5 separate regions of the Mus musculus genome follow, and all the other regions are linked to region 5. The links are chromatin contacts, called in public promoter capture Hi-C maps. All regions are on one chromosome and are shown on one strand. Each heading gives the region's core, a stretch centred on a gene start, on an enhancer-like site or on the middle of the called end of the contact. The rest is flanking DNA. Distances are from core to core; before and after follow the strand shown. Region 1 holds the start of Ppcdc (phosphopantothenoylcysteine decarboxylase). Region 2 holds the start of Ulk3 (unc-51-like kinase 3). Region 3 holds the start of Csk (c-src tyrosine kinase). Region 4 holds the start of Ubl7 (ubiquitin-like 7 (bone marrow stromal cell-derived)). Region 5 holds the start of Adpgk (ADP-dependent glucokinase).

Evidence for each region. Promoter capture Hi-C pulls out the DNA fragments that hold promoters and counts their contacts. Capture Hi-C pulls out chosen DNA fragments and counts their contacts.
Region 1: a contact with region 5 is called in a promoter capture Hi-C map of erythroid cells, with 16 times the contacts expected there. The contact joins the promoter of Ppcdc here to the promoter of Adpgk in region 5. A contact is called at or near these places in 1 of 39 promoter capture datasets (erythroid cells) and 1 of 9 other capture datasets (adipose tissue).
Region 2: a promoter capture Hi-C map of erythroid cells shows a contact between it and region 5, with 26 times the contacts expected there. The contact joins the promoter of Ulk3 here to the promoter of Adpgk in region 5. A contact is called at or near these places in 1 of 39 promoter capture datasets (erythroid cells) and 1 of 9 other capture datasets (liver).
Region 3: a contact with region 5 is called in a promoter capture Hi-C map of erythroid cells, with 4 times the contacts expected there. The contact joins the promoter of Csk here to the promoter of Adpgk in region 5. A contact is called at or near these places in 1 of 39 promoter capture datasets (erythroid cells) and 1 of 115 datasets of contacts at active chromatin or transcription factors (pancreatic cancer cells).
Region 4: a contact with region 5 is called in a promoter capture Hi-C map of liver, with 2.0 times the contacts expected there. The contact joins the promoter of Ubl7 here to the promoter of Adpgk in region 5. A contact is called at or near these places in 1 of 39 promoter capture datasets (erythroid cells), 1 of 115 datasets of contacts at active chromatin or transcription factors (astrocytes) and 1 of 9 other capture datasets (liver).

The regions. Positions count from the first base shown.
Region 1 is chr9:57,438,528-57,441,641 of GRCm38.p6, forward strand. It overlaps Ppcdc (phosphopantothenoylcysteine decarboxylase), which reads right to left and starts at 1,587. Exons shown (of 7, transcript NM_176831.5): 1 at 1,543-1,587. Scamp5 (secretory carrier membrane protein 5) reads right to left here. Exons shown (of 7, transcript NM_020270.3): 7 at 2,800-3,114.
Region 2 is chr9:57,587,958-57,591,090 of GRCm38.p6, forward strand. Ulk3 (unc-51-like kinase 3) reads left to right here and starts at 1,495. Exons shown (of 16, transcript NM_027895.1): 1 at 1,495-1,729; 2 at 2,367-2,507; 3 at 2,704-2,824. The coding sequence starts at 1,628. Scamp2 (secretory carrier membrane protein 2) reads left to right here. Exons shown (of 9, transcript NM_022813.3): 9 at 1-841.
Region 3 is chr9:57,644,377-57,647,542 of GRCm38.p6, forward strand. It overlaps Csk (c-src tyrosine kinase), which reads right to left and starts at 1,277. Exons shown (of 13, transcript NM_007783.3): 1 at 619-1,277.
Region 4 is chr9:57,909,404-57,912,455 of GRCm38.p6, forward strand. Ubl7 (ubiquitin-like 7 (bone marrow stromal cell-derived)) reads left to right here and starts at 1,583. Exons shown (of 11, transcript NM_001122873.1): 1 at 1,583-1,656.
Region 5 is chr9:59,289,789-59,292,974 of GRCm38.p6, forward strand. It overlaps Adpgk (ADP-dependent glucokinase), which reads left to right and starts at 1,784. Exons shown (of 7, transcript NM_028121.2): 1 at 1,784-2,078. The coding sequence starts at 1,846.

The DNA of each region.
Region 1 (3,114 bases), core at 337-2,836, 1.9 Mb before region 5:
ACAAGCTTATTTTATCACATGGTGCAATGTTCCCTTTCAACCTCCAGAGTCGAGCTTGAGTCACTCTTGGCCATCCTTGGACTTCAGATTAATTTTTCTTCCCACCCTCATAGACTGAGGTACACATACAAGGGATACACTTGATGCGCTGGCTACCTAGACCAGTCTTATATTCTAAGCTGCATATGCAGGGAACAATTTTTTTTCATATTTTTACTTGACCTTTATTATAACCACAGAACTTACACTTAGTCTTATGTATATTTCAAGAAAAAGTAGGGTTTGGTGGCACATGCCTTTAATCCCAGCACTTGGAATGCAGAAACAAACAGATTTCTAGGAGTTGAGATTCGAACATACTAAGTCCTGTAGCTAGGGCTACACAGTGAGACCCTGAGAGGGAGAGGGAGGGAGGAGAGGGAGGGAAAGAGAAAAAAACGAGGGGGAGAATGGAGGGGAAGGGAGAGAGAAATTTAAGAGAGACACAGAGAGAACACATACACAGCAGAGAAAGAGGCCTCTGTGTGAGACTATAATTCTCTCAGTTTAATCAAGGACAAAGTATAAAATTTCCATGTATACCTACCAGTAATAGAATGGGCAAGAATGTAGCCAAGAAAATGTGACCACAGGATACGGGCAAGACTGTAGCCAAGAAAGTGTGACCACACTGCACCTAAGGAATGCTGGTTGCAGCCAAAATGTTTGGCTTTCCAATGGATGTCTCAAACCGGAAGTAGGCATGTTTGCCTCTAAAGTTACTGCAGTTTCATCTGTACACCTCTTGAGGACACGTGTCAGGAAGATACATCACAGCCTTGCTGGTTCCCAGCTGCTAGAAAGAAGCAGAAGACCCCAGCTCCCAAACACGCATCACTTCCTGCAGCTGGGAATCTCTCCTGCCCACTATCTAGTTCTGGCTTCCAATATTCCAAACGTCGGTGACGGTGACATTTTTTTTTCTGACAAAAACTGCTCTAACTCTAATTTGAAATGCCACTCGGCAAGTTTAGGGTTTAAGCATCTAAATACTGCCAGCGTTCTCCTTTCTCTCGTTTATGATTATAAAATACAATTTGAGGCACGTTGGCTCAGCAAGGTAGCTTGCAGACAAGTCTGAGGCCCTGAATGAGGGCGGGACTTACAGGGTAGAACTGAGTCCTGCAGGTCGTCCTATGACCTCAACACGCACGCTGTGACAGCCACCCCTCTTACAAAATAAACGTAATTTAAAAAAAAAAAAAAAAGTTTGTATTTCGGGGCGGTCCTAAATCTTTGGGAGGGGGGCACCTTATGCTGCAGTTTTTCAAAGGTAAGCGTCAAGTGTGGGTGTCTTTTAAACTAAGGATAGAGCATGATATCTGCGGGCACCGGTGCAGCTGCATAGCCCCCAATTCTGAGACTGGAGTCACACCTATAGCCCCACATCTGACACATTACACATGGACCTTCACGCGGACCCACAGCGACCAGAGGAGCTTCTCCCACCGCCCCACCCGGCGGCACCACCGACACAGCTTTCCCGCCCCTTCCACTGCTCACCAGCTCCAGGATACCCGCAAGTATCGCGGTATCTAGGCGCCTTTCCGGCTCTAAATGACTCCAGAGAAAGCGAGTGATCGCATGGCCTTCTGGGAGTCGTGGTCTATTTCTGTGGCTTCTGGGAGTTGTAGTCATTGGGGCTCCCTGTGCAAGGCTAAAGCCACATTAGGCAGGGGAGCCGCGACATTGAAAGGCTCACTTTGAGCAATCTTTTTCTTTTTTTCTTTTTTTTCTTTCTTTCTTTCTCTCTCTCTCCCTCTTTCTCTTTCTTTCCTTCTTTCTTTTTCTTTTTCTTTCCTTCCTTTTCTTTCTTTTTCTTTTCTTTCTCTCTTTCTTTCTTTCTTTCTTTCCTTTCTCTCTCTCTTTCAATAACTGGCATGTCTGAAACTTAGAACTCTGCCAGCTTCTGCCTCATAAGTGCTGGGATCAAAGGGGTGTGCTACCGTGCCCATTGCTACTTGAGAGGAATCTTGAGAGATGACCATCACAGAGGATCTAGACAACATTCTTAGAGAGCACATCTTTGGCAAAGCCTAGGCACATTCGAATCGTTGTAGTCATTACCCTGCAGCAATCAGAAATTTCAAGAACTTACATGTTCATTGAGCCCACTCAATCAGCTTCAAGAGACCCACCATGGGAGCTAAGGAAGGCCAGTCTTCTAGTCCTAACACTAAGGGCTATGGTGGTTTGAATATGCTTAGCCCAGGGAATTAGGAACAATTAGGAAGTATGGCCTTGTTGGAGTGGGTGTGGCCTTGTTGGAGGAAGTGTGTCACTGTGGGGGTGGGCAAATATATCTTCCTAGCCACCTGAGGCCAGTCTTCTCTTGACTGCCTTTGGAATAAGTTATAGAACTCTCAGCTTCTGTAGCACCATGACTGCTTGGATGCTGCCATACTTCCCGCCTTGACAATACTGGACTGAGCCTCTGAACTTGCAAGCCAGTCTCAGTTAAATGTTATCCTTTTATAACAGTTGCCTTGGTCGTGGTGTCTCTTCACAGCAATGGAAACCCTAAGTCACAGACACAGTCAGGCCATGCGCCTCACTCAGTGTTACAGGCCACTCCTATTTCCTAACTGGTAGTTGTGGCAACTACTTCATGGCCTACTCAGGGCTGCTTCAGAGGAAGGATCACAAAATACATGGTTTTTGGCATCACAGATCCACTCAACTCAATTCCACAACCCTGCTTCACATCCCACATCAAGGCTTCATTGAGACCCACATGGAGACAAGTAACACAGAGGGACATACAGGGTCAAATGATCCCTTTATTATATTCATCCAGTTACACAGATAGACACTGGCTCGGGCAGGTCAACTGCCAATGAGGGGATAGTTTGTGTCTCTCAGAAACAAGGGGCAGTGGGCACCAGGAGAATGCAAAAGCAGGTCACTGGCTGGCGACAGACAGGAGGACTCCCAGCATCCACCAGGCCCTCCCACCCCTCAAGCAAACCATCTGTGCCCGGCCCCATCTCTCTCACTCTCTCCTCATCAAAGTGCATAGTTGCCTGAAGATGCAGCATCCCAGTGCCTGAGCAGCTGGGCCAGACACTGGTGACA
Region 2 (3,133 bases), core at 245-2,744, 1.7 Mb before region 5:
TCCATGTGTATTGGGTCTCCACAACCTTGCCTTTCATGCTTGGGCTTCCTAAGTCCCCCAGTGGCTCTACTCTAGGTGAGCTGTGTTCTGGGTGGGAGCACAGAAGTCTCCCAAGTCCTCTTCCGGTGAGCTCCTGGTGTTCTTCACAACCGAGTCATGACCCTGTGCCTGCTACGACTCATGTGTGATAGCACCTTGTGCCCTCTGGGGGCCCTCCCTAGCCTCTCTTCAGACTTCTGAATGTACAGTAAGTGGGGTTGGTTGAGACTTGGGGGATGAGGAGGGGACGAAGACAAGTAAGTCAAGTCCTGCCCAGCCTCTACCAGTCTTGTGAGAGGGTAGATGTCTGCTTGTTTTGGCTTCTCTCCTCCCAAGGGACTCTGCCCCTCTGCCTTAGCTTGGCCCCTGCCTATCTTCAGCAATACTCACCTCTTAAAACGCTTAGGGTCTTTTGGAAGAAATCAGTCCTGAACTATGTCCTGCAGGCAGGACTGCCGAGCCTTCTTTCTGAGGGTTCTTCCCACAATGGAGTCTAGGTCCCTTTCTACTTGTCCTGGGGGCTCCACGGGTGTGTCACTGCAGTGGCACCTAAGAAGCCGCTGTGGAAACCTGGACCCTGTGTTTTGTCAGTACTGCGAGAGCTCACCAAGCTGGCCAGTCTCCTGCCCCTGGGAACTGGGGCCCTCCTGAGACTACCCTCATGCTGTCAGCCCTAGAGCCACCAAGTGGTAATGTCAGCCACCGGGGTTTTGTAAACTTCCTGGTATTATTTTCCTCCATGTACAGATGTATATGTCATGTCTCAATTTTTGTGCTTAAATAAAAAGATTTTCGGACAGCACTGGCCCTGATGTCAATGGTGGACTTGGGAGGGCTATAGCCTACTGAAGTACAGACTAAGGGCCTACTAAGATAGGTGAGGTGACAGTTAAGGTTGTTGGTGGCTGAGCTGTGCTGGACGACAGACCACTCAACTCTAGGGAAAGAGTTGAAAGGCAGAATCGAGGACCCTGGCAATGGCAACTTGGTCTCTTCCAAAGGCATTTAAATTGTTTTTCGCCAAGCATAGTGGCACATACCGTTAGTCCCAGCACTCCGAGGCCAGACTGCTCTACAAAGTAAGTTCCAGGAGAGCCAGGGCTACTCAGAGAAACCTTGTCTTCCAAAACCAAATAAACGAATGAATAAGGGCCAGAGCACGTGTGATGATCAGAGAAGAACTTGCTGGAGTCCGTTCTCCCTCGTCACCCTGTGGGGCCCTGGGATTTTCATATCCACTGCTTCTGGTCTTGAAGGGCAGGGAGTGAGCCAGGCTCTTCCTCCCGCCCCCTACGTAGGTGGTCTCTAGGATGCCATTCCCATGTGATCGTGTCCGCAGTCCTCGACACAACTCTACACCCACTAAAGCCTCAGTGTCTGAAACCTGCCTGGCAATCCTTGGCAGAGGGTGTCACCCAGCCCGCTGCCGGCGGGGAGGAGCCTCGGAGGGGAGGTGTCGAGCCGCGCTTCCGGCGGGCAGCGCCGGGGCCCTGCGGAGTCCCGCCTCGCCGCCCCTCGAGCGCCCCCAGCTTCTCTGCTGGCCGGAACCTGCACCCCGAACCAGGAAGCACCTGGCGGCGGGCGCGGGATGGCTGGGCCCAGCTGGGGTCTCCCTCGGCTGGACGGTTTCATCCTTACCGAGCGCCTGGGCAGTGGCACGTACGCCACGGTGTACAAGGCCTACGCCAAGGTGGGTGTGGGCGGGTCGTGCCGGAGGTGTCCCGGCGCCGGGCACCCGACTCCCGTGCCAGCCAACTCCCTGCAAGCCCGGCTGGGTCACGGGCCAAGCTGAGCAGGAAAGGCGACCGCCTTGAGAGCAGTAAGGCCACAGTGGCTGCCCAAGCTGGTAGAGGAGGCTGGAGCTAACCGCCCCTTTTAGGTTTTAAAAACAGCCACGCCAGTTTGGTCTGGAGGTGCGGGCGATGACCTAAGGGAATCTCTGTGTCAGTGGCTGAAGAACCGGCTCTGCACGGAAGTTGCCTTAGGGGCTGGGAGGAGTCTGGGGTCAGACTCCCAGGAGGCAGCACCAGTTAGAATGCAGAGTGGATAGCTCTTTAAATAGTGACATCCCCCGCCCCCTAACCCTCCCCGCCCCCCCTCTAGAAAGTGATGCGGTGGGTTAGAAGCACGGCGTTGGAGAACACTTGCTGGGGTGGGATTCCCGAATCCGGATGCCTCGTTGATTTGAGACGTGGAAGCTGGGAAACTTGGAGGTCCATGGAGAGTGGACAGACTCCAAACAGGGGAAAGTTTGCAGACTCAGAGCCCACTCCAGCCCATGGGGTCGGCCCCTTCAAAACAGACACCCCAAATTTTCTGTACCACAGAAGGATACTCGGGAAGTGGTAGCCATAAAATGCGTGGCCAAGAAGAGTCTCAACAAGGCGTCAGTGGAAAACCTCCTGACTGAGATTGAGATCCTCAAGGGCATTCGGCACCCCCATATCGTGCAGCTGAAAGACTTCCAGGTCTGAGCCCAGGAAGGGGTGCCTCCAAAGGCGGCTGGAGAAGGGACAGCGCCTAAAGCTGTCTCTCTCTCTCTCTCTCTCTCTCTCTCTCTCTCTCTCTCGCTCCCTTTTTTTGGGGGGGGTTCAAGACAGGGTTTCTCTGTATAGCCCTGGCTGTCCTGGAACTCACGCTCTCTCTCTTTACTTGCAACCACAGTGGGACAATGACAATATCTACCTCATCATGGAGTTCTGTGCAGGGGGTGACCTGTCTCGCTTCATTCATACCCGCAGGATCCTGCCTGAGAAGGTGGCCCGTGTTTTCATGCAGCAGTTGGGTAAAAAGCTTGTGACACACCCCGTGGCTTCTTCTCCCCTATCCCAATGCTTTGCAGTCTGCCATGTTGTGTCCCTAGCATCTGTAGGGAATTCAGGCTTCCACATGGAGAACATGATGTAAGAACCTTGTGGCATCTTCCAGGGCCCAGTAGGTGGAACCCAAGTGCTTTAGTGAGGGAGAATGCAACGTCCTTAAGGGCTGGGGCTTTTCTGGAGGCTCCTTGAAGGGAGGGTGGTTTTATGAAGGGTACAGAGAACAGGCACTTGGGAACTCTTAGAAGTAGCCAGAGTCTGTTGCTTCTATATAT
Region 3 (3,166 bases), core at 27-2,526, 1.6 Mb before region 5:
ACGGGGTACAGTACCAATGCCCAGTGTCACCTCTACGCAGACTGGAAGCCCTGCCCAGTTTCTCCACCCAAGGGTCAGAGGTCCCTTGCTTTAAGCCTGATCCTCTGGCAGGTCAAGGGTGACAGGCTTAGTTCAAGGACCCGGCCTTCTATCAGGCACAAAGGGAGGTGGCATGGCCCTGGGCTGCTTGGAGCCAATAGAACCTCTGTGCAACGACTGAAGTAGAGTTCAGAACCAGACAAGCCAGGATACCTTCAGGGAAGCCCTGAACGGGAAAGGGCAAACGCCCGGGAGTCCGGCCCATACCACTTCTCTTCCTCCGGGGTCCAGCCACTTCCCACTCTGCTCTCCTCACGGGAGTTGGGGGGTGGGAAGGTAGGACTCTGCAGACCTAAGCCAATTCTCTCGTGGTGCTGGGTAGTACTACCTCCCTTGTGGCTCATTCCCAGTAGTGTTCTGACAGTGATTCCCGGGAGAATTCGAACCCGTTTGGGAGGTGGGGGGTTGGGGGGATGGGTGTGGGCGCGGCGGTGGTGGCTACAGAGGCGGGACGAGCGACCTCCTCCCTTCTAGGGGGCATTAGGACACCCACCTCCTTTGGGGCTGCCCAGCACTCACCTCTCTGGGGGCACTGCGGTCCAGGCCTCCTCACCGAGGGCGGCATCAGTGGCCTGCAGGACAGTCCATGCGGCCAAGGGGGAGGGGAGGGGCACAGGGGTCCCCAGGGGGTGCGGTACAAAGAGGTGTATGGATGCGAAAAGAGAGGGAAGGGGAGCCAGACAGGCAGGGGGACTGCCGCGCAGCCCCAGGCGGGGAGGGAAGAAAGGCGGGGGAAGGGGGCGGGAGGGAGTCCGGGGGGGAGGAAACAATGTAGCCGGCGCGGCCCCGGCAGAGTTCCGCTTCCGAACGCGGCCACGGAGGTTCGGTTTGGGGACGTCGCGCCGCCGCCGGGGGGCCGCCCCGGGCGTTCGATCGCCGCTCGCAGGGCTTGCCTAAGCCCCACACCCCGGAGGCTGGGCGGCCAGAGGCTGGCCAGGCGGGAGGGACGGCTGGCCCGGGGACGGCCCCGACGGCGGCGCGGCCCGGGTTGGCCCTGCTCGGACCCCACCCCGGTGGGATTCCCCGGGGCAGGGCGCAGGGTGGCGCGGAAGCGCAAGGAAGGCAGCAGGCTCAGCGGCGGCGGCCAACCTCAGCTCGCCCGGGCTCCGATGGGAGGAAGCTCGCAGGCCTGGTGAGAGGAAGCGCGGCCCGGATCCTCCGCCCGCTGCGGCGCGCCTGCGCGAGGGGGCCTGCCGGGCGAGCAGCGGGGCGTGGGTCGGCGCCCTCTGCTGGACCTTGGAGGAAATGCGGGGGGTGTGTCCGCGTCTACGCCCTGCCCCCACTTGCTGGCCTTCGCGAAGGCTCCCGAAGGTCCTTTCAGAGGGCCACCAGCATGCTAGAGCCAACCTCTCAGCTTCCTCTAGGCGAAGCTTCCTTGCTAGAGTGGAGGTTAGGCCTAGACTCTTCTGGGACAGTAAGCATGCATTTACACGGCCCCTGCTCTGTAGTCTACCACCGTCTCTGCTTCCTCCTCCTCCTTCTCCTCCTCTTCCCCCCCCCCCCCCCCCCAGCGAAGTTTTCTTTCTATAGTGGAGGCTAGGCCTAGACTCTTCTGGGACAGTAAGCATGCATTTACACAGCCCCTGCTCTGTAGTCTACCACCGTCCTTCTCCTTCCTTCTCCTCCACCTCCTTTCTCCTCTCTCCTCCTCCTCTTCTTCCTTCTCTTCCTCTTCTTCCTTCTCCTCCTTTGTAGTTTTTTTGTTATCTTTTGTTTTTCTGAGACAGGGTCTCACTATGTAGCTCTGGAACTTGCTCTGTAGACCAGGCTGGCCTCGAACTCATAAAGATCTGCCTGCTTCTTCCTCCCAAGTGCTAGAATTAAAGAGTGCATTTCCGGGCGGTGGTGGCCCACGCCTTTAATCCCAGCACTCAGGAGGCAGAGGCAGGTGGATTTCTGAATTTGAGGCCAGCCTGGTCTACAAAGTGAGTTCCAGGACAGCCAGGGCTACACAGAGAAACCCTGTCTCGAAAAACAAAACAAAACATAAAACAAACAAACAAAAAGAGTGTGCATCACCACTACCCGGCCGGAGTCCACTTCTTAAAACCTCTATATCTGCCAAATTCTCATGAGGGGTTGTTGCAAAAATATTGTCACAAAGAACAAATTGATAAACAATGAAAAAAAAAAAAAAGGTACAAGGTCCACAAGAAACAGGAAAGAAGGGAACATGGGTTGATTTTCTAGATCTGGGAACACAGCAGGGAGACCTGACTTACTTCGTGTGTAGGGGAAAGCAGAAAGAGATGCGGTCAGTCCTGCAAGCTACAGGGCCAAAGAACCACAGAGCTTCTTGGAACTCTTCCGGGCTTTATTTTCAGCTGAGATGCAATAGGGAAGTTGTCACTGGCTGTGTAACAACGTCGGACCAGTTAGCTAATCTCTGTCTGTCCTTTTCCACTGTGGTTTGGTAAAGTGAGCAAGAGCGGTACCACCAACTTTGTAAGGTTTTGTGGAGAGGAAATGAGTTAATAGGTTTGAAGTGCTCGGTGCGCAAGTGGCACGTGGTGAGTCCTCAATTAAACACGGGCTGTTATTATGCACCATTGTTAATGAGGAGTCCGGGATCCTCCCGGAGCAATTTGCTCTCAGCTACAGGAGCAAGCAGTGCTCCTGTATGGGAGGGCCACAGAATGGAAGCACAGTGGCTAGAGAGAAGCCAGAAAGTCCGTTGGAGGTGCTAGGTGTAGGAGCACTTTCTAAGGACCAGGACTGAAAGAGGGTACTAGTTTAGGAGCAGGGGATGGGGGTGAGGGAGTGGGAGGGGGATCTTCAGATGGGAGAGGAGACGCTGCTGGCAAAGACTTGGAATGCAATGTAAAGTGGTACTGACTGAGGGGAAGAAAGGGGCTCTGTGAGAAGCAAGGTTGCAGATTGCAAATAACTTAAAATGTTAGAAGCAGGAGTTGGATATGCTCAACTCCCACCCCAGACGACAGGTTGGTCTTCTCACCCAGCATGCCTAGTACCAGTTTGCTTACAGGGAACTGGTTCTTTAGGGACACCTTTGGTGGAGGCACCTAGAAGATCTCAGAGTTAGGTGTGACACAGAGGGGGGGGGGGA
Region 4 (3,052 bases), core at 333-2,832, 1.4 Mb before region 5:
TAAACAAAATTTAATGAAATAAAGTGTGTTTAAGTGTCAGTACTTTAGTAGATAGAAAATTGGTTAAGAGGATGGCCACTTAATTCCTGAAAGAGGGGCTGTATTTAAAAATGGACAGGATAGGGAAGAAGGACTTTGGGCACCGTGAAACTCTCTAGCAGCATGCATATTTTATAAGACCAGGAGGGTTAATTATGTATGTGTAGTTTGCTTTTTCTCTGTTAAGCTATTGTACTCAGTTACTACCCGAGTTCTGTCCTAGAGTGGACTGTACAAGAATACAACTTTTGTTTTGTTTTGTTTTTCGAGACAGGGTTTCTCTGTGTAGCCCTGGCTGTCCTGGAACTCACTATGTAGACCAGGCTGGCCTCAAACTCAGAAATCTGCCTGACTCTGCCTCCTGAGTGCTGGGCTTAAAGGCGTGCGCCACCACGCCCGGCAAGAATACAACTTTTACACTTGTGTACACAGTAGCTATTATGAACTTTTTTTAAAAAAAAGATTTATTTATGTATTTTATACACTGTCACTGTCTTCAGACACACCAGAAGAGGGCACCGGATCCCATTATAGATGGCTGTGAGTCACCACTTGGTTGCTGGAAATTGAACTCAGGACCTCTGGAAGAGCACTCAGTGCTCTTAACTGCTGAGCCTTCTCTCCAGCCTGAACTTTATCTTTTAAAATTACATTTTTTTATTAGTGTGTGTGTGTGGTCAGTTTTGGGGAGTCAGTTCAATCCTTTCACCATTTGTTCCCGGGGAGGTCCTCAGGTTTGAATGCAAGTGCTTTTACCTGCTGAGCCATCTCACCCGTCCCTCAGCTTCACAGTTTTAAAGTTGGTTGTTTTTGGTTATTGTTTTCCTTAATTGTGGAACTTTCTGAGAAAAATCACTTCTCTCTTGAGTTTAGCTAACTCTAACTTTTGTGTAAACTCAATCCAATTTGATTGTGCATTAGTTTCTCAGCCATCTAAAACAGGCAGTGTCTCCACGAAAGTTCAGTGGAAATTCCCCTCCCCAAACTGATTCTACGAATGACTGTGTTATAAACCCCATTGTTGCATGTTCGCGGTGGGCCAGAAACCCGACTTAATCACTCCCCTTACGGACTCAACTTTTAGCGCCCTGGTGCGCTGCCACAAGGCAGGTTTCCTGGGAGAAAGGAGCAAGAAGCACAAGAGGCTGGCTACGTGGGAGAACTGCGTCTTCATCGGAAGGGCCGCGGGGCGCCTGTCCACTTAGGAACCCGTCCCCCTCGGAGAAGGCTCGCCCTCCGGCCTAGGACTCCTCCAAACCCGGGACAACCAACAGGCTTCACATATATCCCTGGAGAGCGCGGGAATCATCGGGCTATTGGCTGCTTTCGAAAATTCCACACTGAGTCTCCCTACCTCAGGTGGTGGTACAATTGTGTCTGACAGAAAGCTACAACCTACTGGCTTCTAGGACCTCAAACTGCTCGTGCTCGCACTCACGCCTCCTAGGACCCGGAAGCATTGCCACTAGCTGCTGGACGGCCATTTATAAGGGGCTGGGTCTCAGTGAAAACTATAGTCCCCAGAATGCAGCGCGGAGCTTCCGGTTTCCGGCAAGAGGACCAGAGTGAGTGTTTACACCGGCGGCTCGCTGCGGCCGGGTTCCTTCCGCGGGACGGGTGAGGGCGCTGGGCCCCCTCCCTGGGCGCGCGGGGCTCTCGTGGGTCCGGAGTAGCTAACTGGTCCCACGAGAGAGGTGGGGTTGTCAACATTGTCCCTACTCACGACTAGGTATCTGTGACCTTGGGCCAAGAGACTTCAGCTTTCTGAGTCTTTATTCCTGATCTGTAAAATAAGGACAATGATGCCAGTTTCAGGAGACAGTTGTGAGGATTGAAATCGGTATACAAAAACCTCCTTTCTCGCTTTAAACCTAAAGGTGGATAGTACCTTGAAGTCCGCTGGGTCGCACCACAGTTTTTTCTTAGCCTTGTCTTTACTGCAAGAGACCTCTTTGGCAGAAATAGTGTCTGTAACAAGGACTGGTCTTGCGGTACAAGGCTCTTGCACCCTTTGAATTTTTAGATTTATTTTGTGGGCATTCATATATGTCAGGCTGGGGACTGTGTTAGAAAAGCTCTAGTCTTGGCTTTCAAGAATGGGGGGGGTTTCACAAATATGAGGGACGCAATGAGAAGTTGAGAAGTAAATAAGTTGTACAAGGGAAAAAGCAGCAAAGAGAAGGTAGCTTTCTAAGTCTGGCATCTGGTAATGAAGCTGGCTGACTTGTCCTCAAATCTATTGATTTGTGTTGCTCTTTTGCCTTGAGGGAACAGGGAATGTGTGACCAAGAAGAGAGCATGGAACCGATGTGTTTGTGTGGGTCTTGGTAGGAGTTTGCTAAGAGGCCAAAAAGGGAAGAGAACTTATATGCAAAGACAGGAGGTGAGCAGAGTTACATATAGGGGACAACTTTGTTATGAAGTATACTTACGTGTGTTGTTATAAAGGGGCAGGGCTGGGTCTATTGAAGAAAGCTGGTAGGCGTCAGAATAAATGGGTTTGTAATCTGGCTGTGGAGTTAACACCCACCTGTTCATAGAAGTGCTTTGGGATTAATGGGGGCCTTCTAAGCAGTTAAGTTTGTTAGATCTGTGTTTTAACAATAAGACATTGGGTGGTGCTATAGATCTCTGATAAGGGCAGGCAAGAGAGACAAGGGCCCTCCTTAAAGTGTTGTTATAGCTAAATCAAAAGCTGGAGAAGAAAACCAGAAATGAGTGTGTAGAAGGGAGAGGGTTGGGTGATCTTGCTTGAACCTCACAACATTCCTATCCAACTGATTGGCCTTTTGTGTTTACTTTTTTTTTTTTTTTCTTTTGTTTTTTTGAGACAGGGTTTCTCTGTGTAGCCCTGGCTGTCCTGGAACTCACTTTGTAGATCAGGCTGGCCTTGAACTCAGAAATCCTCCTGCCTCTGCCTCCCAAGTGCTGGGATTAAAGGCGTGTGCCACCAATGCCCGGCTTTTGTGTTTACTTTAAAGGTGAAGAAACTGAGGCATAAGAGAAATCCCTT
Region 5 (3,186 bases), core at 534-3,033:
GTCACCCACACCACAGCTGTACTTTTACATGAGAAATAAACTTAGATTTAACTTGCTCCAGCTCTTGCTAGTTAGCCTCTAAGACTAAACAACAAAAGGTTTTGCAAGCCTGGAAAGACTCAGCAACAGCTTTGCAAGGGATCTCCACACTGATGGGGAGTCGTCCCCTCATCTTCCCAGATGAGTGTGTTCTTATAGTTCAGCTGCCTCCGCTCCTCCCAAAACTGATCTTGGGAATTTATATTTAATGGGCTTTAGCCAACCTTCAAACACATGTGACTTTGCCAGTCCACCTCCCAAATCAATTAATCACAGACACCTGGTACTGGTTCTCAGTAAACAGAGGCAAAAAATGCTTCTGTTTACAGACACTCTGTAAAGTGTCTGTCTAGAAGGTATAAGACCTTCCCTTCCTCCCTGAGCACCAGACACAGAGATACACATTTGTAATTCCAGGAGCTAGAGGGAAGAGGATCAGAAGTTCAAAGTTGGGGCTGGAGAGATAGCTCAGCGGTTAAGAACGCTGACTGCTCCGGGGGTCTGAGCGAGAAGAAAAAAGTGTCTGGGGACAGCTACAGTGTACTTACATATAATAAATTAATAAATCTTTTTAAAAAAAGTTCAAAGTCACCCTTGACAACGCAGTGAACTTGAGGCTAGTCTGGGCTAGTAACCAGTCTCTGGCCAGTTAACAGCTGAGAGCCATAACAGAAACACTTTGGATACTGGGGGTGGGGGTGGGAGATAACGTCCAAGATCAAAGCCAGGGAAACACATTTCTATTAACAAGTTCAAAAATTATAGACAGAGTAGAAAATTGGTCAGGAGCTAGCAGAACTAGCAAAATAGAAATAGGCCAGGCTAGATGAGGCTGAGAATGAACTGGACATCAAGCCTAGCTTTCCTGCCTCTTAACCTACCCTCTCACATAGAACCGTCACATCAAAGGAGGAAGGGCTGGATTTCTGTAGTATCACCCGGAACAACTAAACCAGGATTTAAAAACTCGAGTCTATAGTCCTTCCATACTGTACACATGATTGTATCCCTTTGCGGCTTACTCTGGGGTTGTTCAAAGGAACACCACCTCCGAAAGGGTTATCTAAGGGGTCTGAGTGTTAAATCTGATCTCTAGATTGAACAAGATCGCTTCAGTCTTAGCGGAAGCCTTTGACTAGCTGAAAATCTCAAGAGGTGGACTCCCCGTGCCCAGCACCACTAGGGTCTGAGCAGATTCCTCTCGCGGGAAGCCCTTCCCATCGTCGTGCACCCTCCGCCTCGCCACTGCACCAGACTTAGAAAGGAACCGGCCTAGTAAAACCATGGAGGTCAAACACTGGCGGAGGGACGGATTAAGAGACAACAGCGTGGCTCGTTGTCAATGGGAGACCGACTACTCTAATCGCGAGGTTTGCTGCTTCTTCGTTATCTGCATGTCTTATCTTACTAGGGAAGTAAAAGTATTCTCTCGCCCCCACCCCGGACACACACACACTCTATCTCAGGCTATCAGTGAATATCGGGAAGACGTGTACGGATTGGGAACCACACTACTGCCTTTGTTCATCCAAGGACAGAATCGCACAACAGCGTCGCCCAGCGCCAGCGCCAAGACTTAAACAGAGCGAACCCCCAACGCCAGCCCTGTCGTCGTCCCGCCTCCAGCCCACCCATAGCTCCACCCATAACTGGGGCTGCAGTTCCGTCGTAGCTCCGCCCATCGGGAGGAAGAGCCTGTGGCGCGCGGGTGTGACGTTACGCACGTCTACGTCAGCACGCGCCCAGCTGGGAGGAGGCGCGAGCCGAGAAAGGATCCTGTAGCCACCGGTGCGGCGGTGTGTGCACATGGCGCTGTGGCGCGGCTCTGCGTGCGCCGGCTTCCTGGCGCTGGCCGTGGGCTGCGTGTTCCTGCTGGAGCCGGAGCTGCCGGGCACGGCGCTGCGCTCGCTCTGGAGCTCCCTGAGGCTGGGACCCGCGCCAGTGCCCGTGGGACCTCTGTCCCCGGAGAGCCGGCTGGCAGCCGCTTGGGACGCCCTCATCGCGCAGCCCGCCCGGCGCTGGCGCCGCGTGGCTGTGGGGTGAGTGCCTGCGGGGCCTGCCTGCGGCTCTGGGCCTCCCCGGGAAGTGCGCGCGCTCCGGGGTCCGCCCGGGACTCGGTGGTGTCTGGGTTGCCCTCTGGGCGAAAGTGTCGGACGCGTGAGACGAGCCTTTTTCCGTCATCGCTGCAGGGATAGTCAGCATATTTCCACCCGGTTGGCCCTGCTCCCTGTAAAAGCAGCTCTCATAGCTTCTTAGAAATTCAACTCAGCCTGTCACTTGTAATTTTTGAGGTTACTCTGTTGTCTGTCTTCCAGCCCTTTTTTGCCGACTGTTCTCAGGTGGCCACGATGGTTTTCCTATTTTTTTAGCACTCTTCCTAACGTACTTAAAGCTAAATGCTTCTGTCTCTAGCTGTTGACTTTACGTCATCCGGTCTGAAGACCACTCTACTAAGACTGCTCATTTTCATATTCAACATTTTTTGTTAAGGATTCCTTACCAGAACTCTGCGCCTTTCGCGTTTAGCACGCCCTTCTCGAAACTACCTTCTTCCCCATACTAAGTGATAGTTCATATTTTTAAGGTTCTCTCAAATCACAGTATCTCCTTTCTTTGTGAAACTCACAGAAATGTATCCAATTTTTTTTACACTAACCTTAGTCCCTCTTCCAGTTAGGCTTGGCTTTCTTGTCTTGTCAAGGGCACTATGCATCAGCGAGTTTTTTAGTATGTTTTTCTTTAGGTTAGAGTTGGTTTTTTTTTTTTTTTTTTAAATGTTGCTTCTGTTGTTCCTTTTTGAACTACAGCCTCCTTGGCTGGTCTGGAACGTAAGTAGATCATTAGAACATAGATCATTATCTGATCTGTTTGCTTCCTTTTTCTTTCTTTCTCTTGTCTTTTTAGTTTAGTTTTATTTTTAAATTATTCTTCTTTAAGACAGGGCTTCTCTGTGTAGTCCAGGCTCTCCTGGAACTCACTCTGTAGACCAGGCTGACCTCGAACTCTAAGGACCAGCTGCTTCTGCCTCCCTGGTGCTGGGCTTAAAGACCTGGCTTTATCAGGTTCTTGATCATCTTTCTTGGAGCTATGTCAGGTGTGTGCTGGGCTCTGAGGGCATATGTATGGAAGAAGTCAGGTCTGTGCTGC